Linked DNA regions of Sorghum bicolor: region 1 is linked to region 2. The links are chromatin contacts, called in public HiCAR-type maps. All regions are on one chromosome and are shown on one strand. The core of a region is the stretch at or near the end of the contact, and the rest is flanking DNA. Distances in the headings are between cores, read along the strand shown.

Evidence for each region. HiCAR-type assays count read pairs that join an accessible place to other places.
Region 1: a HiCAR-type map of leaf shows a contact between it and region 2, with 6 times the contacts expected there. The contact joins the promoter of LOC8057993 here to the promoter of LOC8057991 in region 2. A contact is called at or near these places in 2 of 4 Hi-C or Micro-C datasets (leaf and leaf mesophyll) and 1 of 1 datasets of contacts at active chromatin or transcription factors (leaf).

What each region holds. Positions count from the first base shown.
Region 1 is chr7:60,642,225-60,649,121 of Sorghum_bicolor_NCBIv3, forward strand. It overlaps LOC8057993 (histidine-containing phosphotransfer protein 1), which reads right to left and starts at 2,011. Exons shown (of 6, transcript XM_002445649.2): 1 at 1,833-2,011; 2 at 1,596-1,726; 3 at 1,418-1,486; 4 at 274-345; 5 at 1-60. The coding sequence starts at 1,883.
Region 2 is chr7:60,597,786-60,604,607 of Sorghum_bicolor_NCBIv3, forward strand. It overlaps LOC8057991 (fatty acyl-CoA reductase 1), which reads right to left and starts at 3,557. Exons shown (of 7, transcript XM_002445647.2): 1 at 3,317-3,557; 2 at 3,062-3,165; 3 at 1,842-2,044; 4 at 1,257-1,357; 5 at 133-869. The coding sequence starts at 3,416.

The sequences.
Region 1 (6,897 bases), core at 761-3,260, 43 kb after region 2:
TGAAACTTGCCACGCAGCTCATAGAAGTTAATCCTCACCATCTCCAGTGTCTTCAGGCACCTGGCAAGGATATAGTTCAGTGATTTGTGCAGACAATATAATATTCATTGGCAACTCATGAATAGAACACACAACTCATAACTATGCAAAAAAAAAAAAAAAAGATCATAGAAACCAAATTTTTCACTGTAATAACATTAGAAGCTCCGAAATATCAATAAGACAATGACAAAAAACAGCAGTACATGAACATATAAAAAACTAGGTACTAACCCATCTTTGCTCCTCTGCTGACAGAACTCGCGGAACTGAACACAAGTGTTCTTAACCTTCAGTGCACCAACGCTGAAATGCACAAATATACAAATCAAGGAGCCACACAAATAATTCAATAAAAGAAGAAAAAGAAAATACCAAAGCTTAGATATCATCAGACTGCATACTAATCAAATACATATTAAACACTTTGATCATCCATATCTGAGTTAACAAGCCAGCCAAGTACAAGCCTTGTAAAATTTGAGAACCTAGCAAGCACCACATTAAATACTGAAACTTTTGAATTCTACAAACAGAGATGAATCCATAACATTTTCATTTGAGACCCTTGATAAGTCTTGACTATTCTATCCCCTATTTGTTTTCATGACACAATTATTCAAAATGCAATAGCATAGGTGTTTCATATCCACAAATCCTAAACAAATCTGCATCCATGATAAGGAAAAACTATATAATGCATAAAAACGATTCATTTATAATTCAGACAACATAACATGAAAACCAAATCATTTTGAGGTAGGCAAGACATGCATCCCCCATTTCCCCTACAGACAAGCAACTACTGCTGTGTCTTGGCTGTGAATTCCATATCTAGTACAACATGAAACTAAAGCACTAAAAGTGGGGAGGGTTCACTAGTGCCACTTGAGTTATTTGGTTAGTGTGGTGGGGAGCATGTTTTTCACATTTTATGTCACAATAACGAGAAAATAGATGAAAAACCCTCCCAAAACGGATCTGAAAAACAACTCAAAATATATGGCAATCCCTTCCCAAAAATGGATTTGAAACACAACTTAAAACAGGGGAATTTGAAGTTTTCCTTTTCAAGTTGTGTCACTGATGCACACATATGACAACATGTGTCAGATCCACATCGCAGAACACAACAATTCGAACCAATGGCAACAGTTCCCAAATAGAATGTGAAAAACTGATATTTAACTGGTCCGTTCCAATCAGCATACAGAATTAATTGTGCAAGCCAGATCATTCATTGCACGAATCTAAATCCCCCTCCTCATTTTAATGGCATTGCATACCCCATTCCCACGCTGAAGTGGAAACACAACAAGTACATTCCTACTAGCATTACACATGCAATTCAAGAACAGGGTATGGACAAGGTAATCACCTAGCGCTGCTGCCTTTGAGCTGATGCACAAAGGCGTCGACCCTGTCAAAATCCACGACGGGCTTGTCCCTGCACAGGCACAGAAACAACAAATTGCAGGAATCAGATTCAATCCATCCCCCCACAACGCAACGATTCGATCACAGAAAACAGAACAACGAGTGGGAACCACACATACAGCAGCTTGGCCAGCTCTCCGATGATCCGCTCTCCGTCCTGGCAGAAGAGCGTGACGACCTCGGCGACGAAGTTAGGAGCGCTGGGGTCCTGCAGCATCTGGAGCTGCTGGAACTGGTCGTCAAGCAAACCCTAGCACCAAAACAGAGCGCAATCCCGTCAGCCACAACCCGAATTCCACACGAGTGGCGCCGAAATACGAGAATCCAGCGGTCGTGCAGCGGAGGGAGACCCTTACCGTGGCGAACATGTTGTGGATGAGCGCGGCGAGCTGGTTGGCGGCAGACATGGCGGCAGCTGTTGCTTCGAGCACCGAACAGGGGCAGGGGAGGAGGAGCTCCGAGCTCGTCGTCGGGAATCCGGGAGCGGGGACTTGGAATGGGACTAGAGCGAGTGAGGGGTGATTGTGATGGGAGCGGGCGGGGCCCTATTTATAGGCGATTTAGGGGGGAATGCGATTCCCGGCACAGCGCGCTCAGGGAGGTTGAGCTGGAACCACTGCACTGGCTGCTTCTCCCCTCTCTTAATTTTTACAGGTAGTTTTTTCTGGATGGTATTAATTTCTACTACAATTTGTTACTACGAACAAAACACTCTTAATTCTCACCTACTACCTTCTACCTATTTGTTAGGTGGCAACTTTCAATATAGCCGTTGCACAAAGAAAAGGTAATTATTATTCAAGAAAAAAAATATTTATCTTTAATTTAAAAATTGTCTATTTTTTTCTATTGCTAACATGTTTATTGTTACTAATATTAGATTTTCAAGATAAGTACTGTCCATTGTCAAGATAAAAATTATTAGAGGTAGTTAGCTTGTCAAAAATTATTATATGAATAAAGTCTCTCTAACTAGTTCTGTAAGTTACCAATATAATGTACAATTGGGCGATAAATGTTAAGTGTTGAACAAACACAAATATATAGAGAGAGAGGAGAGTACACAAGTAAAGATCTTCTTTATGAATAATAAACATTATGTATAAAATAGACTAATATAAGTTTAAGACCAAGAACTATTACATTTAGCTTTAAGTTTAACTATGGTAAGTTATTTATATATTGTAGATTATTGCAAATCTTCTTATTTGATTTATGGCGTAACACCGTTATGTTCCGACAGCATCCTAGGATAATGTACGTTGCATCTTTTATCGTTACTGATATACAACAAACTATGAATAATTGAAATTCGGTAACGCATAGCATGGTGAATATTCCACATAAAGTGTATAATGACGTTGAGTGGATATTGCATTCCCGCTCGTTACTAATATATGGCAAACTATGAATTATTAAAATGTGGTAACAAATGGTGTGGCTGAGGGTCACATATGTTAAGGAACTAAAAAGGGATAACACAATCAATTATATATGCATTTTGAAAAACTCTAGCGATGGTTTCCAGTGGTTATTAGCACCACACCAATAAGATACCAACAATTTAGCTCAAGAAAAGATATTAGAATACTATTGAGTTAATTATCAGAATGGTGTAAACATTATTGAGTCATGCTACCATTATTATCTATGACTATGCGTGACATTCCCTACATAATTGGAGCTTAAGGATACAAGAATGAATTTCCTATATATAATGCGAGTATAATAGCAAACACTATAGTCAGTTATGGATTTCTAAAATAACCAAACTTTAGTTAAAGAAAATATAATATAACCATATAGTTGATAAACAAATATATTAGATTTATGGCACATTGCAACTCATTAGAGTTCAAATGTTGCCAATACAAACACAAGACAAATTATGACATGAGAGTTAAATTTTCTAACCAAATGGGGCACATTTAGTTTTTGTTAATATTTAGTCATTCTTTGGATAAATAATTCATGGAAACACAATACCTTTATAGAAGCCCCAATTTTTTGTTTCTCCTCCCCCTTGCTCCATTAAAGAACTTTGAAATTACTTCTTTTTCATAGTGACTAGTAGATGGTATTAACTTTATATTTGCAATTTGGGAATTAGTGATAATTTATAGGATGCCCTTTCATAAAAAAAATATTGCATATATTTGATGCTTTTGCTTTCTAGATTTTTTTCCTAGCTTAATTAATTTTGATAGTTGATGGCATAAGCATAAAAAATAAGGGATTCATCAATAGCTAAGCATCCACTACATTTATGCCATTAATGTGGTCAATGTGAGCTCGAACTTAGCTAGCATTAATCAAAGCTTGTGCCAGAGCCACTATGTTCCTTGGATTTTTCTACCTATAAAAAATATTAAATTAGTTGCCAGATGAAATTAAGTTCTACTACATTAATGCTACAAACAAGAAAGCTTTTTAATTTCTACTACATTTGACTTCTACCAACAAAAAAAATTAATGGTCACCTTCCATCTACTTCTTTGGTTGGTACCAATTTTCAATATAGCTGTTGCATAAAGAAATGGTGATTCTTCTAGCAAAAAAATGATTATCTTTAATTTACAAATTATCTATTTTTCTCTCTCTAATGTGTACTTGTATAGTTGTATTGTCTATTGCCAAGATAAAACTTTAGAGCCAATAGTTGGATATATATATATATATATATATATATATATATATATATATATATATATATGTGTGTGTGTGTGTGTGTGTGTGTGTGTGTGTGTGTGTGTGTGTGTGTGTGTGTGTGGACTACACAAGTAAAGATATTCTTTATTAAGAATAAATTTCTAGAGCCTCTATGTTCCTTGGATTCTTCCACCTCTCATAAATTTTAAATTGGTTGCCAAATCAAATTAAGTTCTACAACATTATTACAACAAACAAGAGAGCTTTGATTTCTACTACATTTGACTTCTACCAACAAAAAAAATCTTAATGGTCGCCAACCATCTACTTCTTGGTTGGTACCAATTTTCAATTTAGCCGTTGCATAAAGAAATGGTGATTCTTCTAGCAAAAAAAATGTTTATCTTTAATTTCAAAATTATCTATTTTTCCTCTCGCTAACGTGTACTTGTATAGTTGTATCGTCTATTTTCAAGATAAAAAATATTACAAGCAATAGTTGAGTGTTAAAAAAAGAAATATATGTGTAGAATACACAAGTAAAGATATTTTTTATCAAGAATAAATTGTTGGAGCCTCTAGCTATGTTCTTCGGATTCTTCTACCTATCATAAATTTTAAATTGGTTGCCAGATGAAATTAAGTTCTACTACATTATTGCTACAAACAAGAGAGCTTTTAACTTCTACTACATTTGAATTCTACCAACAAAAAGTTTTTAATGGTCACCTACCATCTAACTCTTTGGTTGCTGCCAATTTTCAATCTATCGCTAACGTGTACTTGTGTAGTTAAATCATCTATTGTCAAGATAAAAATTTTAGAGGCAATAGTTGGGTATTGAAAAAATAAATATATATGTATAATACACAAGTAAAGATATTATTTATCAAGAATAAATTGTTGAGCCTCTATGTTCTTTGGATTCTTCTACCTCTCATAAATTTTAAATTGGTTGCCAGATGAAATTAAGTTCTACATCATTATTGCTACAAACAAGAGAGCTTTAAATTTCTACTACTTTTGACTAGACAAGAAAGTCATAATGGTCACCTACCATCTAATTCTTAGGTTGGTGCCAATTTTTAATCTAGCCATTGCATAAAAAATAGTGATTCTTCAAGCAAAAAATTGCTTATCTTTAGTTTGAAAATTACCTATTTTTCCTCTCACTAATGTGTACTTGTATAGTTGTATCATCTATTGTCAAGATAAAAATTTTAGAGGCAATAGTTTGGTATTGCAAAAAATATATATATGTAGAATACACAAGTAAAAATATTCTTTATCTAGAATAAATTGCTAGAGCTTCTATGTTCCTTGGATTCTTCTACCTCTCATAAATTTTAAATTGGTTGTCAGATGAAATTAAGTTCTACAACATTATTGCTACAAACAAGAGATTTAAATGTCTACTACATTTGACTACCAACAAAAAATTCTTAATGGTCACCTATCATCTACTTCTTTTGTCGGTGCCAATTTTCAATCTAGTCGTTGCATAAGGAAACGATGATTCTTCAAGCAAAAAATATGTTTATCTTCAATTTGAAATTTATCTATTTCTCATCTCACTAACATGTACTTATATAGTTGTATCATCTATTGTCAAGAGAAAGTTATTAGAGGCAATAGTTTAGTGTTGCAAAAAAAAAGAAATATACAGTATGCAACCATTATGGAAGTGCTATATGAAGAGGAGTGGTGGTATAGAGTTTGAAAATTATGTATGTACAATAGTGTCTGCTTTTTTGTGGATTATTTAACCAAGTGTGTCAAGCATATTGCAAAAGTGAAATCTAAAAACACATCTTGTAGTTTCTACACCAGATTCTTTGTTTATGATCCTATCGCAAATAGAGATATTTGCATTATGCTTGCTATTTTCCCCCTTGCATAAGTTAGCTTGCACAATAGTATAATTAGTGGCCTAGGAATCACACAGTACAGAGATAGACATCCACAAACACGCACATACACTGACCTATAGATGCACATAAACAAACCACATCACAAAGGTTGATGAAATCACCACAAGTGTTTCACTATCAAATAGGAGCATTGCCTATCACGAAAGAATAGTGTCATTAGATCCTAAAATAAATCTAAAAAAATCAAGAATTTGAACCCAAATGCATGTTACACCACAAGAAACCTAACCAATTGAACTATGCTTAGTTCACACCTAAACAAATATTGAAAGTTGCATCTATGTATTTTCTATTTCTATTTGTTGCTTATTTGTGTGGTCAATGTGAACATGCCATGATTATATATGAACAAATTTTTTAGATGCAGAAATGAAGTTTTGGTTCCTAGAATTTTTAGGGTGCCTTTGGTGTAATGGAATCATAAATTCTAAATAACAAGAAATTAATTATATGAATGCATGAATACTTGTGGTGTGGCATTCAACTAAAGCAACCAATTTGAACCCTAAAATATATGACAAGGAGTGGTGGTATGTGATTTATGTATGTATCTATGTAGTACACACATCTACTAGTGTAGTCACCATAGGCCCCCATGCACACATCCCTCATTAGATTCACATAAACACATATTGACAAAGTGTGCTCACCACAAACACATTAATTTCTTCATTGCCAAAAATGTCATTGAATTAGGAAATTGAAACTCTATTGGGCAATGGGTCATGTGAGACCCATCTGTTTACTACCACTACTCAAGAACATGACACAAGACTTCCCAAGTAGGGGGTCAGAGTTATGGCTCTAGGGTTTTCCGAGGAGCTCTAGTCATCAGAGGGAC
Region 2 (6,822 bases), core at 2,307-4,806:
TTGTTTTGTCAGTTGCTAGTATTTGGTCAATATATAATCTTTAAAAAGCATGTATACGTACGTACATTATATAATTATTCTGAATTATTAGAGGGAGTATAATTAATACAGTATCGTCACTTATTATCTGACCTCTAGTGGCAGCTTGAATGTGAACAGCATGTAGAGCTGGAACTGCGCGATGGTGGGGAAGAAGCGCATCTCCTTGGTGGGGATGACCTTGCCGTCCATCCCCACGCGCGGGTTCTGGTAGAAGTGCCGGCGGCCGGATTCGTACAGGACGGAGTAGGTGACTGGGTTGCGCAGCGACGAGGTGACGTGGTACACCGGCACCGCCTCCGCAGTACTACTCTTCTCCTCCGAGTGCGCCACCATGGCCGCCATCATCGCGTTGGCCACCATGTCCCCCGGGACGACGTCCACGACGACGCTGAGGTCGCCGAGGAAGCAGGAGAGGTTCTGCTTGGCGTAGCCGATGATGAGCGTGTCGATGGTGCGCATGCCCTGCATCCACCCCGGCAGCGGGTCCGCCAGCACGCTGGTGATGATGCTGGGGCGCATGACCACCACGGGCATGTCGCCGCGGAGCTGCCCCAGCACCATCTCCCCCATGGCCTTGGTGAAGACGTACGTGTTGGACCAACCAAAGTGGCGAGCCCTCTGGATGCCCAGCTCCTTCATCGCCTTCCTCTCCGTCTTCCTGCCGGCGGCCTCGTCGCCGCTGGTGTCGTCCATGATGAGCTCCTTCTTGGCTTCCCTGACGAGCTGCAGCTCGGCGTCGACGTCGAGGTACCTGCCCTCCCACAGCGACTCGCCATGGTTGATGGGCTTCTCCAGGTGGAGCCCGTCCCTGTCGCCGCAGACATATGCTGTAAACATATAGACCAATGCAAAGTTAATTCACCTCGATCGCTCTCTTCTTGCTTCGTCTTGAATAATTTGGGATGAGCAAGGTTTTAAATCTCCATTTACAGCTGCCTCTTGACTATAGCTATTTGAAACGGATCAAACTACAGCTCTCTCTCTCTCTCTCTCTCTCTCTCTCTCTCTCTATATATATATATATATATATATATATATATATATATATATATATATATATATATATATATATATATATATATATATATAAAATCTAGCAGCTATAGCCTGCTATAGCTTTATTTAACTCCGCTGTTTAGCTGTTTGAGAAGCCATCTATTAAATACTTTAGCCGGCCGAGATTTAGAACATTATTGATTGGGAGTTCTACTAACCAGTGGAGACATGCATGAACATCTTGAGATTGGCGCACTGCTGAGCGAAGTGGCAGAGGTGCTTCACCCCCATCACGTTCACGTCCAACGAGACATCATATCTACACAAGTTATTAAAAAAATCAGTTTTAAAAGGGGCTAAGGATGACATTATTCAGTACCGTGTGCGGCCATATATTGCCCCCGTGCAAGAACCAGCGGTGCTCCAGTAGTCCGGTAGTTGCAGTCAGTTTCAGTGGTTGCATTCAGTTTGGGGTTTTATCCCAGTTGGTTGCAGAAGATCATTGTTGCCTTGCCTAGGGACATCATCTACCGTAAAGCTTTTGCTGTCCTTTCTAAAAACAATAAGAGACTAGCGGTTGTCTTCTCCAACAGCTAAGAACATAGATTTTGCTAGCTATAGCGGTAGCTAATCAAGCCATTTACTGGTTTTACAAAAAAAAAACAGAAACTATAATATAACATTTCAACGGTTCATTCCAGATAATCAATTCACATAAAAAATTAATTTATGTTAACGTTGCATGCAGTTATTAATTTATTATTTGACCTAGCTAGCTACTGTGAAGACACACTAATAAGAACCTTTCGTAGAAGTTGGTAGTTGCCGCAATGTTGACAATGATGTCTATGTCCTTGGCCAGAGCCTCCAGCGTAGGAGCATCCAGTCCCAGGTTGTCGTAGATGATGTCCCCAGGCAAGGCAACTATCTTCTCCTGCATGAACTGCTGGAACCCGTCTTCCCCGTGCTTCTCTCTCAGCTTGCCGAACAGCTCGGTGCCAATCACCTGCATGCATATGCACGCACCGCGGATTTATTGTCAGTCACTACTCTACATCACTTGGCTTGTTTACATCTGTACCTAAACTGAAGTACTCCAATGCTCAAATGTAGCTTTACTCAGAAATAACACATGATGTGATTGATGAATTATCTAATCCTCTCTCTCGTCGATGATAAATCTGTCGTCTACCAGAGATTATATTACAGATATGCTACTTTCTCAAGGCCTTGTTTAGTTCCTAAAATTTATTAAGATTTTCCATCACATCGAATCTTTGGATATATACATAAAACATTAAATATATAGATAAAAAAAACTCTTGATCAGAACGGGCCACTAGATCAGAACGGTTTACCACCATTTGCTTGGCATGCCCTTTTGCGCAAGCAGTCATCTAGATTCAAATTTTCTCTTGGGAGCACTTTGAAGGGGTTGACCCACCGACGGTACGGTATATGCAAACTTTAATTTGACGCCCTAACAGATAACAGATTGGTGGTAGAACACCCAACAACGACTGGTACTGCCGGCCCAAAGAAAGCAGGCCTAGCTATCTACACCATGTGGATCTTCAAAGGCACTCATGCCATATATGTTGCTTGGAAGGATCAAAGAAAATCTAGACCTACATAAAAGAGCTCGCCGGCCGTTGGATCCTCCTTTTGGCGGAGTTTTATTTTTGTGAGTTGTGTGTTTTTTCTCTCCCATTAATTCTGCGTGTTGCTCACCGACATTTATTTGGTCGTTGCCATTTGTGTATAATATATATAAACATATAAAACCTCTCTTCTTAATTATATTGAAATTAAAGGCAGAGTTCGTTGAAAAGAAAATGACGCCGGCAATGCTAGCTAATCTATTTCCAATCCTGTAAGTGATGGCTGTGTGTCAGAATTGTAACAACACGTACTCCCTTCCGCTTCAGCCTGACCGGCCGGCCGGAGTGAGAGGACTGCGCGGACAGGCGCCTGTAAAGCAATAATATAGAGAAGTGCAAGCATGCATGGTGAAGTAAATGACCTCTTGTTGGACGCGTTGCTTTGCAGATGACGCGTCCTTCCCTCGTACAAGAAGGTAGATCTTGTTGGCATCAGGCTGCACCCGGAGTATCTTCTCCACAAGAACTGCATCCATGCATATATGTACAAGCGCCCACACTTACGATCTATGCATATTATGTAAATGAAAACACAAGATAAACTGAACAACACAAACCAAGCTACACACTATCCTAGCTATACTAGTTTATTTGCAGGAGAGAACATATATACGTACTCTTCCCAAGAAAGCCTGTTGAGCCGGTGATGAGGATGCTCTTGCCCTTGAAATACGCTATGATCCTCGCCCCGTCCATGCTATCGTACTCGTACATCATCGCCAATCACGTACGCTTGATTCTTTGCGTCAGGCCGGAGCTAGCAGAGAGGACAAGCAGGGTTGTTATGGTGCTGCAGGTGGTCGGTGCGTCCAAGCTATCAAGCAGCTGTAGCAGGCAGTGAGAGACTTGGAGAGACCCAAGAAGGAGGTCAGATACGCGCATCTATTTATACACACACAGCCACTCAATCATACATAGACAAAAATCTCACTATCATGTTATATCTCATCCAAACGCCTAACATTTTAGAGGAATTTTAATTCACAAATTTTACAGAATATCGAAATCCAATAAAATTGTTGGAATTAGTTTTATCCCTAGATCCAAACAGGCACCTATATATATAATTAAGTAGAGGTCAGATTTTGTTACCCAATCTAGCTACCCAGTAAATTCTCTTTGGGTTTTGGGTCAACCAACCCACTCCGTCCATCGATCCTTGGGTTATCCTTTCGTCCACCAAAGAACACGTACACCAACCCTACCATCAGAGAGCCCTCTTGCCCTGACTGCAAGATTGGGATCATCCCGTGTCATGGATTCCTGCTGGCTGCTGCAGCTAGGGACGCGCCAACGTAGATCGAGGATGATCGGTGAGTCGGTGACTAATTAAAACTTAGCACGATGGTTGACACACAACCGTACGTCGTGCAAACCAACCAACTGTTTTCTCGAATACGCAAAAAGTTCGCGTATCAGTAAAGTTTTTTACAAAAGCGTCGTAGCGCTGGCGGCGGAGGTTTAACAGGTGTAGCTATGAACTTGGCCTCCCCGCTTTTGAACATGCTTGTTGGGTACCATAAAAAGAATACTCAAATCAGAGCAATAAATAACGCAAAGGACAAAACAAATTAACTACAATCGCCAGGGCACGGCCCCCAGCTCATCTGACTCATGGGCCTCAGATCCAAACCACGACTCGCCCGACCCCCTGGGCCTCGGACGCAAGTTCCGCCTCGCCCGACCCCTCAAGGCCTCAGACGCAAGTTTCGTCTCGCCCGACCCAGGGGCTCGGACGCAGACACCGCCTCGCCCGACCCCACCAGGACTCGGGCGCCAAACGCCGCTCCACCGGACCAGGGCGAGGCTTCCGACGCACGGCGCCCGTACCTACGACGCGACAGGCGTAGTGACTCCCATGTCGCAGCAGGGCATGGTGGCGACTATTCCAACCACCCTGGTCACTATAGCCTTACCTCTTTTACTATACAACCTTACCCCTTTCACTATGGAGTACCGCCTCACAGTGAAAAAAGAATGGGGGAGATTAACCAGCATCACTATTGGCTGTCTTCTCCCACTGTAACAGGACAAGCTGCAGTACCACCGATCCGACCCCCACGACTTCAACAGGCCTCGACGACCCTCCACAAGAGTAACCATACTGTCAACCATACCTCAAGGACGGCATGGGCAAGCTTCAATAGGGCTGGGGCTGTAGTTTCACCACTCAACAGAGGAAAATCACCCATCATACATGTAAAATCCTGCGCCCCCTTGAGACTATAAAAGGAGAGCCAGGGCTCACAACCAAAAAAAGTCCACCAGGATCACACACACGACACACGATCACCACACTCACTCACAGAGTAGCAACCAGTGCTCTGTCCACCACAAAGCCGAGACTTGGGACTTAGCCCTCTCTCGCAACCTGCTTGTACCCCCCTACTACAAGCACCTTCGGGTGCAAGGTTATACATACTCCCGATCTCACTGGACGTAGGGCATTCTTGGCCCGAACTAGTATAAATTCTCTGTGTTCCACTTGCATCACCATCCAGGCTTAGGTAGTCACGCATATTTATACTCGTTTGTGTCTAGACCACGAGTCTAGACGCCGACAGTTGGCGCGCCAGGTAGGGGCCTTTTGCGTGACATTCACCTTTTCCTACTGGGGGAAGGCCTGGATGGCAGACGGATTTCACCCACTTCGGCGCGGCACCATCATGATGTTTGGGAGTTTAGAGTTCATGTCCCTCAGCTCCGGCTATGACATGGTCCTCCTTCCACCGCGTGATGGTACCGAGCCGCGTCCTGAGCCGATCCCACCACAGCTAGTGCGTGGGAGGCGCTCGGGGCACCATGCGGGGGCTGCCCGGCGGGGGCGTCAGAGGTCCAGCATCTCTAACCCTACCACTGAGGCGAGGGTCCGTCCGGCCCTCCCCCAGAAAATTCCTCACCAGATCGCCCGTTCCTCTGGCCCGACAGGCGCTAGAGGAAGGGCTCGCGGGGCATTAAGCTCCGCTCCCTGGACCAACAGGGGATCATCACGACCTCCTGTTCTGCCCCGGTCGAAGGGGAAGGCACGGCCCACGCCCGCTCCCCAGAAGGGGGACAAAGGGGCCTCACCGTCTCGTCCCCCTCCACATACAAATGGAGGAGAGACAGCGGCACCTCCTGAGCTCCCTTTTGGGCTCAGGAACGCAGCCGCCACTTACGCCTCTTCCGTAAGCACTTCGTTAAGTGCGTACCCAGATCTTCTAGGGCACCATCTCAGGTCTACCCTGGATCTCCTTGCTTCGCCACCCATTTCGTCATACCCAGAGGACCCTACCTCAAGCGATGACGAGTGGGCGGGCGCTGACTTTTCCGAGTGTGGCGACCCGGAGACTTTCATGCGCTTCCTGGAGGCCAACAACTATTGCCTCGGTTACTCTGACTCCGACGACAGCTACGACCCGTCACGAGAGTGTTTTAACCTTGAAATCGAAGGGACGCCGCATAACGCTCAGGGAGGTGCAGGACCCTCTAGGCAGGAGAATGCAACCCCACCTCCCAACCCTAGTCCCAGGACCGATCCTGGAGCCCGTGGGGTAGCATCAGCCCCCGTAGGAGGACACCGCCTTGACCTCGAGCAGCTCAATGAGCTGGAGGCCAGGCTCGAAGAAGAACGCGCGCGCCTCCGCCAAATCCGCGAAACCCTGGTCCGAGACACATCCGGCCGCGGGAACGGGGGTGAAGCTAGACGCCGAGCCCGAGACATCAACCGCCGTATCGTCGAAGACGCAGGGGGTGACGCTCCAGTTTTCAGCACGGCCAGCCAGAACATGATGGCTGCCGCACTCCTCCTCAGGGCGATGCCCGAGCCGTCGACTCCTGAGGGAAGAAGAGTTCGCCAGGGGCTACGTGGCCTCCTGGAGCAAGCCGTGGTGCAGAACGCAGAAAGTTCTGCATCACAGTCCCACGGCACAAGACGTCAAGAGGACCGACCCCCTCCTAACAAGGCACCGACAGTGCAGGGTCCGCCGCCTCCTAACCCGCAAGGGGGCAACAGGGCCCCATCTATCCACGAGCGCGTTGGGGCTGACGCGGACGTCCGGGCCACCCTCGAGGCCAGACGACGTGATAGGGACGAGGCCGAGTCTCGATGCTATCGGCCGCGCCGAGGCGGGAGGTTCGACCC